Regions from separate parts of the Rattus norvegicus genome. Here region 1 is linked to region 2. The links are chromatin contacts, called in public Hi-C maps. All regions are on one chromosome and are shown on one strand. Each heading gives the region's core, a stretch centred on a gene start, on an enhancer-like site or on the middle of the called end of the contact. The rest is flanking DNA. Distances are from core to core; before and after follow the strand shown. Region 1 holds the start of Inhba (inhibin subunit beta A). Region 2 has its middle 860 kb from the start of Inhba.

Region 1 (4,559 bases), core at 465-2,964, 860 kb before region 2:
TTCGTGGTGTCAAAGGCCAACAGGGTCTTAAGAGTGACCCTGTGTGAGGTGGCCCCTGCAGTCAGGGTCTGAAACATTCCCATGACACACATGCTTAAGAAACCACGGGGATGCTCAGAAATAACATTCTTTTGTGACCACTGAGTTTGGATCCTGAAATTATACATCCCACTTTAGAGATGGAAACACTGAGTCTTGAGTTTAAATGAGGAGAGACTCAGAGCTGGGGTCTGATCCAGGCACTTTTCTGTGCCACCCAGTCTACATTCTACATTCTGGTGCAAGCACGACTTTCCGTGAAGTTATGTGTGAGGCAAGAAGTGAGTGTAGACCCTCGGAGTTCTTATCAAACACTGGGAAGGGCCTCTCTCCCAAAGGTTTAAGTTCATTCCGGGGTCGAAGTGCAATTGATCATCACTGATTTTTTTTTCTGTCTTTGCCACTTATATTCCTGTCATCTTCCCCTGCAACTTTATTTTCTACTTCAGTTCTCTTACTTGTGGTTCTTAGACTACTCCTCTCCCCCCCCCCCTTCCATCCACTTTGTTCTCAATCACGAGAGACCCTCCAGACAGCTCCTGGTGTCATAGAGGAACCTTGCCCACTTCAAACCTTTTGCTGGTGGGCATAGTGAAAAGTTTATTTTATTCATGTTAAATCCGGCACACAAAACAACATATCTGGTCATATGGCTTTTATTAGCTCCCGATTTTGCACATTTTATCCGACTTGTCATGAGAACCTGGCCAGTGCTTCAGCTGTACTCTTTCCTGAGAACAAGAGCCCCTCTTTACTGTGCTTATCGGAGCATTCCTTCTCTCTATGTTATCTCACTGCCAGTGTGACCCAGGCCAAAGAAAATCCTAACCTAACTTTCCTTCTATTTTAAGGAGCGTTCACTTCTTTTCATTAAACTCGTATTTATAGTGTTTACAAATGATAGGGCTTGATGTTCAAGCTTTTAAAGAAAAGATGCATTTTGCGTGTGTGTGTGTGTGTGTGTGTGTGTGTGTGCTATTGTTGTTTTTGCTAGTTAGGATGGGACTCTAAAGACCTAGGCATAATACTTATGAAGTTCACTTGCAGAAGAAGAGCATTTTCCAAGTCTGAGGTGAGAAATGGTATATGAAGCCGGCATTCGATTTAAAGGTGTAATTAATAGTGTGAGTCAAAGCAGGGCGACCACGGACATACAGATTTTCCTCAAGAAAATAGTTTACTGTAGTCATAATTATAAAACTAGAATCCCTATGAAGAACACTATGACTTTTCTTTGCTGTGGCAAAAGTACGGTGCTTTGCAAATAGGAGTAGTTTTATGAAGTAACAGATGTTTTATGTGTAGACATAAAGCCAAGGCTGATTCTAGTAAGAAGTGGGTATGAATAGTAACCTGTCAGAGCTGGACACTCTTGGAGATGTGTGTACTCGGTTCTCTTATGTTTGTAAAGGGTGGACTATTCCTAGCCACAGGCTTCACTGGCTCAATGCATCACCCAGGTCGTGTCTCAGAAGCCAAGAGAGATTTCCATTAGATAGTGAATTATGAAATGTCTCACACTGGAAAAACGAGTCATCTGCTGATGTCATGCTGATTCTAACCAATCCTAAACAAAGCCCCAGCCCTCCTCTTTGAGAGGTACCAATGTGTGAGTGTACAACTAAGTACTACAGTATAAAACTTCACAGTGCCAATACCATGAAGAGGAACTCAGACAGCTCTGACCTCATGAGACAAGAGCCGGCTGGCAAAACAGAAGGGACCCGAAAGGTAATGCTTTTAAATTCTTGCTTTCGAGTTCTCTACACATTAAAAGTCAGTGTGGCTAAAAGGACTTTTACAACTTTTTGGCACCTCCATAGGCATTGTAATTTGTATCGTTTTTCTATTGTGCAAGCAGGTTAATACTGTTTTTTAATAGTCCTAGAGCATGCAAATAGATTATGTGTTTATACAACCCACTCAGCACACATATACAAGTACATATGCCAAAAAGAAAGCTATTTTTAAGAGTTCCATTTGCAAACAGTAAATCCAGGGAACACACACATATTCACATGCAGAGAGAATCCAAACATTGATAAGTTGCTGTTATCCAAATGCTACTATTAGGACTCTTGAGTTGTTTAGAGTCATTAAACTTTTAGCTCTATGTTAGTCTGTCTTGTAAAACTTAACTGTGCTACAAAATGCTTCGGGTTCTGTATCTGTAACTCCAAATAGGTGGGTGATGTTATTAGAACACAAAGATGTTCTCCTAAACCATTGTGATGCCAGTGTTCCTACTTCCCTCAGGTTTTTTTTTTAATGAGAGTTTTGTTTTAGGTAATATGGACAGTCTTACCAACAACAGCAGTGTCCTTGGTGTTTCTGGAGGTGGGAGTCCTCCTAGCCCTGCAGAGGTGTCAGAGGGCTTATAACCAAGAAAGTCTTGTGCATTGCTGCTTTGGGGAAAGATAGCATTTGTGTTGTTCAGGAAGCATTGTTACCTGTCAAAACTGGAAGTTTAACCTAGTGTCATGCTTATCTGAACTTCTTCTCCTTGTATGTAGATCTTATGCTTGTAGTTTTGACCCCTATTAACTCTGTCCTCATGACCTGCTTTGCTAGCCTAGAATACTCTGAACACAGCGGGTGTCAGGCAGAAGGGATTGAATGTATCTGCAGAAACCAGCGGGCTTATATGTAGGGAAGAAACTGAGAAAGAAGGACTGCTATAACAGATGGACACCTTAAAGATCTTCTGCACAAGACAGAACGAAAAGGTGGTGTGAAGAATTAAAAAGAAGCCTCAGAAAGGCATTGTTTTAAGTGCACATTTGTCTCGTTCTCTGAATACTGTAATCCTCAATGAACTCGGCTCTGCTGGTACTTTGAAGAGAAACAACACAGCCAGGCAGCCTGCCTTGAATGCTACACTATGGTCAAGGCTGGCGAGGGGAGGTGGGCAGCAGAACAACAAAAGTAGTGCATGCCAGAGAAAAAGAATTTCCTGGTATATTTTAGAGATTCTTGCCCTCTAGGCTAGTTACATTGTAAGAGTACATTGTTTTTCATGAAAGGATGTGAGAAAGACCAAATGAATTTTGTGCTTTATCAGTGAAGCCAGGACAATGGGCAGTGGGCTATAATTTCTGAGTATATGTGCATCCAGGGTAGAGAAAGGAGATGCAGGGGGCAGGGTGTGTGTGAGAGTACCTTCCCTGTGTATGTAAATTGCTGCTTGCCCAAGGGAGCTTCCAATGCCCTGTTGTGGTGCCCACTTGGCAAAAGCAGAGTGTATTATATGACCCCAGACAAAAGTTGTGTTGCGCTCCAGGTCCCATAAGATCGCCTGCTGGCATAAGGACCCTGGACATTTAAATATGAATGAATGGCAGAAAGGAATGGTTCTGGATTCTGTCAGGCAGAACAACCAGCTGTCTCAGGCAGCCCCTCTGCCTCAGCCCCAGCCCCCAACCAATCTGAGGACTTCCCTCAGACCCATATCAAGGTCAGGTGGGTGCTTACTCCAGGGAAGTACAAGACCATGGGAGATGACTTGGTGCCACTTTCCTATCTAGTTATCTCAGTGAATGGAAACAGTGCATTTAATTTCCTTGGACTCCCCCGCCCCCCAAAGAAGAAAGGTGAGGCAAGAAAAAGGTTTGAGCAGAGAAAGTTGAAAAGAAAAAAAAAGTACAAAATAAAGAAAGAAACCCCCAGACTAAAAGTGAACAGAATTAGGAGAATTTATTGTAGAAAGGACGGAAGAGTCCCCATCCCCCCCAGAGAATGGTAGGATTGGGAGAGAGGTGTGTGTGAGGGAGCAAGGAGCAGCGGGAGGCAGCCTGTCAGAAACGGGCTGTCCCTCCTCCCTAGTCACAGCTCATACTCACAGGCGCCCTGCCTCCTCCCTCTCCCATTCACTCACTCACATAGGACCAATCCGCCTCTCTCTCTCTCTCTCTCTCTCTCTCTCTCTCTCTCTCTCTCTCTCTCTCCCTTCCTCCCTCCCTCTCAGTCCCTCCCTCCCCTCCCCCTCCTTCTCTTTCTTTCTCTCTCCCTCCCCCTCCCTTGCTGTCCCTCTCTTTCTCCCCCTTTCCCTGTCTTCTTTCCCCCTCTCTCCCTTTTCCCTGTCTCTCCCTCCCATCCTCTCTCAGTCTCTGTCTCCCCCCACCCTGTCTCTTCCTTCCTCCCTCCCTCTCTCCCTCCCTCCCTCTCTCCCTCCCTCCTTCCTTCTCTTTTACTCGGAGACAGTCAGAACTCTCCTCCCTGACAGCCACAAACCTACAGCACTGACTGCATTCAGAGAGGGAACCTGCAAACAAAACTTCACAGAAAACTTTTTGCTCTTGTTCCAGAGAATTTGCTGAAGAGGAGAAGGAAAAAAAAAGTCCAAAAAACCTGTACGTGAGGGGTGGGGAGGAAAAGCAGGGCCTTTAAAGAAGGCAACCACACGACTTTTGCTGCCAGGATGCCCTTGCTTTGGCTGAGAGGATTTCTGTTGGCAAGTTGCTGGATTATAGTGAGGAGTTCCCCCACCCCAGGATCCGAGGGGCACGGCGCAGCCCCGGACT
Region 2 (4,288 bases), core at 430-2,929:
AGTCATCATCTGAGCAAAAATTCTGTCTTATGTTCTTTAAGTGTTTTATTTTCCATTCAATTCTTTGAAATATAATTTCCTTTGGCAGGGCAGTTTTTTTCCAATAGGAAACTAGTTGGTGTAGTTTTTTGGGGGACTCCCTTGAACCTTGTCAGAACAACTAGGTGGAATTACAGATGTTGATTAATGTTTTGCACATATATTGATATTGGTCCTCTTTTCCAGGTCCTCAGCTTTCTCTTAGTCATACTCTTTTTAGAGAAGACCCCATCATTTTCAGATTTGTAGATTTTTGGGACAATGGCTGACATGCCTGTGGATGTGTTGGTCCATGGGTGACTGTAGCTGTGATCTGATCAGTGACCCTTAACCTGAGACATTTTCATAATCATCCTTTCAGACTCGATATATGCAAGATTTTCTCCAAAACCTACACAGAGTCCATCAAAGAGGTGGGCAGCACTGAGAAATGTGCAGTATATATCACTTTGTTAGCTTTGGAAACATTTTACTTCCTTATATTCCTGGAATGCTAAATATTCATAAAAAGTACTGCTAACTTCTTATTTATAGTGTCTTTGTACATCCATATTCTGATCCTGAATGAAAGAAACAGAAAAGAAGAAATCAAAATAATGGTCTTAGAATGGATCTCATCAAAGGAGTACCTTAGCCTGCAGAATGTTCTGAAGCTAAGAGAGATTTTTTTCCCCATCCAGTGACACTTGGGCAAGTTAAAGATCTCTGTTTAGACTAACCTTAATAAATATATGATTTACATCCTTATGTATCAGTAAATATAGTGAACAGTGGGAGGATAATCAAGCCTTGAGTAAACGTGTCAAGAGCAGATGAACTGCTGAGTGAACGTATGTTGCTGATAAGAACACAGTCATAGCAAATACCTGAAGTTTCCCACATACAAACCCAGTGGGCTCAGACAGATAGCTAAACTTTCCTCTGGTCTGAGTGCAAAAAAAAATGAAAATGTGTGTAATTACAAGTGTTCATAAACAACTGACCTATGCATGAGAAAACTAGCTAACTGCAGCTTCCTGTTTCCTACATGTTTATAACACAAGATTTCTCAAATACATGGGCCTCGTACTGAGACTCTCCGAATCCTCCTGCCGTGCTGTACATAATGAACAGGCTGAAGTCTTAGGATGCTGTTCCACCAGAGCACACACAGCCATGTTAGCTCAATGTCTTCCACATATGTGTGTGTGTATCTGTCTTTTCTTCATTCCCTCACCACCTCTAATCAGGTTTCCAGAAACACAGGGCTTAACAATGATCAAAGCATAGCAACTCCATTAACTATAATGTTTTGTCTTCCACCTTAGAAACAGTGCATGAAATCAAAAACGAGAATTTCCACATTGTAAGCTTTTTCTGTGGTTTACACAAGACTGTAATAAATCTACCTCTCTACTACTACCTTAAACATATATATATATATATATATAAATCTATCACACACACACACACACACACACACACACACACACACACACACAGAGCAATCAACAAACAAATTCAAAAGTAGCCAGTCAGGGACTGAATCTCCCATGCCAGGTCTTGGCTTACTTTAAAACAGTATTCTGCATAGCCTATCAGCACTCATGACACGTTGGTGAGTAATTTCTTGCTGTGAGGGCTGTACTGTGCCTTCTGGAATGCTTATCAGTCTTACTGGCTTCCACTGACTAGATGCCAGTAGCAAACCCACTTCCTTTCTACTCACTGTCATGCTACTGCACTTAGGCAAATAAAAAAATTACTGCAGATGTCGTCAAATGTCCCATAAGGGAAAAATTTGCACCCTTCCCTCTAGAGAACCACTTGCCAAAAACATAAAATAAATGGGGAAGTTATGCTGAGAGAGCCTTCCAAGACCTTCTCAAAAACCATTGTGTTACATACACTCTACCATCAAGCTCTGCTATTACTACTGTCAATTTTATCCTGAGATCTACCAAAGGGGATAATACAGAGTGTCTTTTTCATGTCTTGCCAAATAGGCAGAGGAGATGGCTGAAGTATGAAGGTGGAGGTCTTCCATTAGTAAATGCCATTAAGGTTGCCTAACAGAAGCTGCTGGTTACACTGAACTCTTTCTAAGCTACAATTTTCTCAACGTAGCAAGCAACTAGTTCTGGTCACTTTGACCTGTTTCACCTCGGGTTGATAACTACCTATATATTAAGTATTCAATGTTCCCAACTGTTATAAGTAATTGAATAATAAGCAAATGAAATATAATATAATAATTCTGAGTCACAGCAGAATTCACTTGAACAAGCAGGAAATTAATACAGAAATACTGTGGGGAGCGGGTGTGGTGGCAGTCCCAAGATGGCGCCCTGGACTGCAGCTAAGTCTCATGACTAGCACCTGACTTCCTCACACACCTGAAACTAGCCACGTCCATTGTGAGAGCTGTGCAGGCGCACCACGACGCAAGATCAGGCCATGTGACGTGGACCTATGAACTGAGATTACTCAGTCTGGACTAAGGAGGCAGAGTTCAGGGAGGATATAAGGGAGTGTGCTCCAGGGCTGGGGGAGAGGGAAGAAAAGAAGAGAAAAGAAAAGAAAAGAAAAGAAAGAAAAGAAAAGAAAAGGGAGATTGCTGCTTGCATGCAGAAAGAAAGGTTCCTGAATAAACTGCTTGGAGAAGAACGCTGTGTCGTCGCTCTTTTCTGCGGGACAGAGACAGAAGTGACAAAATACAACACAGGTGTTCTAGGTCAGGACCATGGGCAGATATAAAGCTTGGGCACAGTATAATGAAAAATACAATGTTTGCAACTTCTGTAGTATGCTGGGAAATATGTTCTAATCCCTGGGACACATAAATGCTATTTTATACAGTGTGTAGATGTATTTTAGTTGGAATTGTACTTAGTTGGAGATAAAGAGAGTCTTCTGAACATAAGTGGGCCTGAAATGGTATTACAGAGTCCTTTTGGGAAGCAAGGAGATGTGAAAGCTCATAAAAGATTCTTAAGTAGAACACAGAGAAAGCAGAATCAGGGAACTACTTTATGCTAGAGAGAGAGAGAGAGCAATGAGTCAGAGGATGGATAAAAGTGCATTGGACAAGCTGGAAAGTGTGTGTCAGGGCTCCACCTTGAAGCCTGCACAGGGGACATAGCACTGTTGATTTCAGCTAACTGCTACTTATCTGGGCTTCTTGTCTCTCAAACAAAAAGGGAATGAAGCTCTACATTTTAAGGTTTTGGTTTGCTTTGGCTTGATTTTTTAAATATTTCCCATTTTAAATTATATTTTTGAAATTATAATAAAATTATAAATTTTTCCCTTCCCTTCCCTCCCTCCAAACCCTCCAAAATGCCTCCCCCTTGATTCTATTAAACTCATAGCTTCATTTTTCACCAGTTGTTACTGTATGCATATATGTATATTCATATATATTCATACATATTTATAAACTTGTGATAGTGTCTAACATAATACATTCTCAAAATATCTTCTGATAATATATTATTACTTACAAATCAGAAAGTTTACATGAAAGAAAGGTGGATCTTGGAAGATAAAGTCCTAAACAAATGATCAAAGTTAAGATCATTGGTAATAAAATATGCTGGAACATTACACACTTCTTGCTAGGAAATACTAAAAGACACGAAATCATCTCTCAAATTATGAACTACAAAAAGTAGGTAAGCTCTAATAGTGATAGCAGTGCTTATCAAATAATGAAGAACATTCAATGAAATAATTGCATAGTGTCCTTCAAAATGTCGAAGTTTATAAAACATTGAAAGATTGGGAAACTAACCCAGGTTCTAAACTGAAAAAAAGAATAGCCACAACTCTTCTCTCTTAGCCTCCTAAGTACTAGAATTATATCATACTTGGCTCAAATTTTTTATATTAATCTTATCTTGAACATCTAGTAACAGCAGCAGTTAAATTAGTGTCCTACTGCTTGACTGGGTGAGCATGCATGTTCAGAGGGGCTGATCTGAGGGAATCTCTTAAAATTCTACCACCAAAGTGAGGCAACTGGTAATATTTGAACAATGTTGATAACTTTATTAATAGTACATTAATTGAAACTTTGTGTTTATACTGCAGGATCCTAGTCTGACTGGGAATGAGTGCTTGGGGTGTGGTCTTCTCCAAGGAAGGCCTTCTCTAAGGATCTTAGTGGTGCACCTCTTTTAGGGGTTATTCAGTGAAACACCTGAGGTGCATATACTTTATTCAGGGTGACCAAGGGCTACATACAAACCTTGGAGACTGAGAAGGAATT

Evidence for each region. A called contact is a pair of places that touch in the nucleus more often than the background predicts.
Region 1: a Hi-C map of the Rat2 cell line shows a contact between it and region 2, with 3 times the contacts expected there. The contact joins the promoter of Inhba here to the enhancer-like site in region 2.

The regions. Positions count from the first base shown.
Region 1 is chr17:53,801,663-53,806,221 of GRCr8, reverse strand. It overlaps Inhba (inhibin subunit beta A), which reads left to right and starts at 1,714. Exons shown (of 3, transcript NM_017128.2): 1 at 1,714-1,770; 2 at 4,344-4,559. The coding sequence starts at 4,457.
Region 2 is chr17:52,937,717-52,942,004 of GRCr8, reverse strand. It overlaps the pseudogene LOC120097885. Among named protein-coding and RNA genes, the nearest start is that of Inhba, 860 kb to the left of the region's middle. Within about 2 kb of position 1,679, at least 4 of the 93 cell types and tissues checked have an H3K27ac peak or open chromatin away from gene starts, as enhancers often do.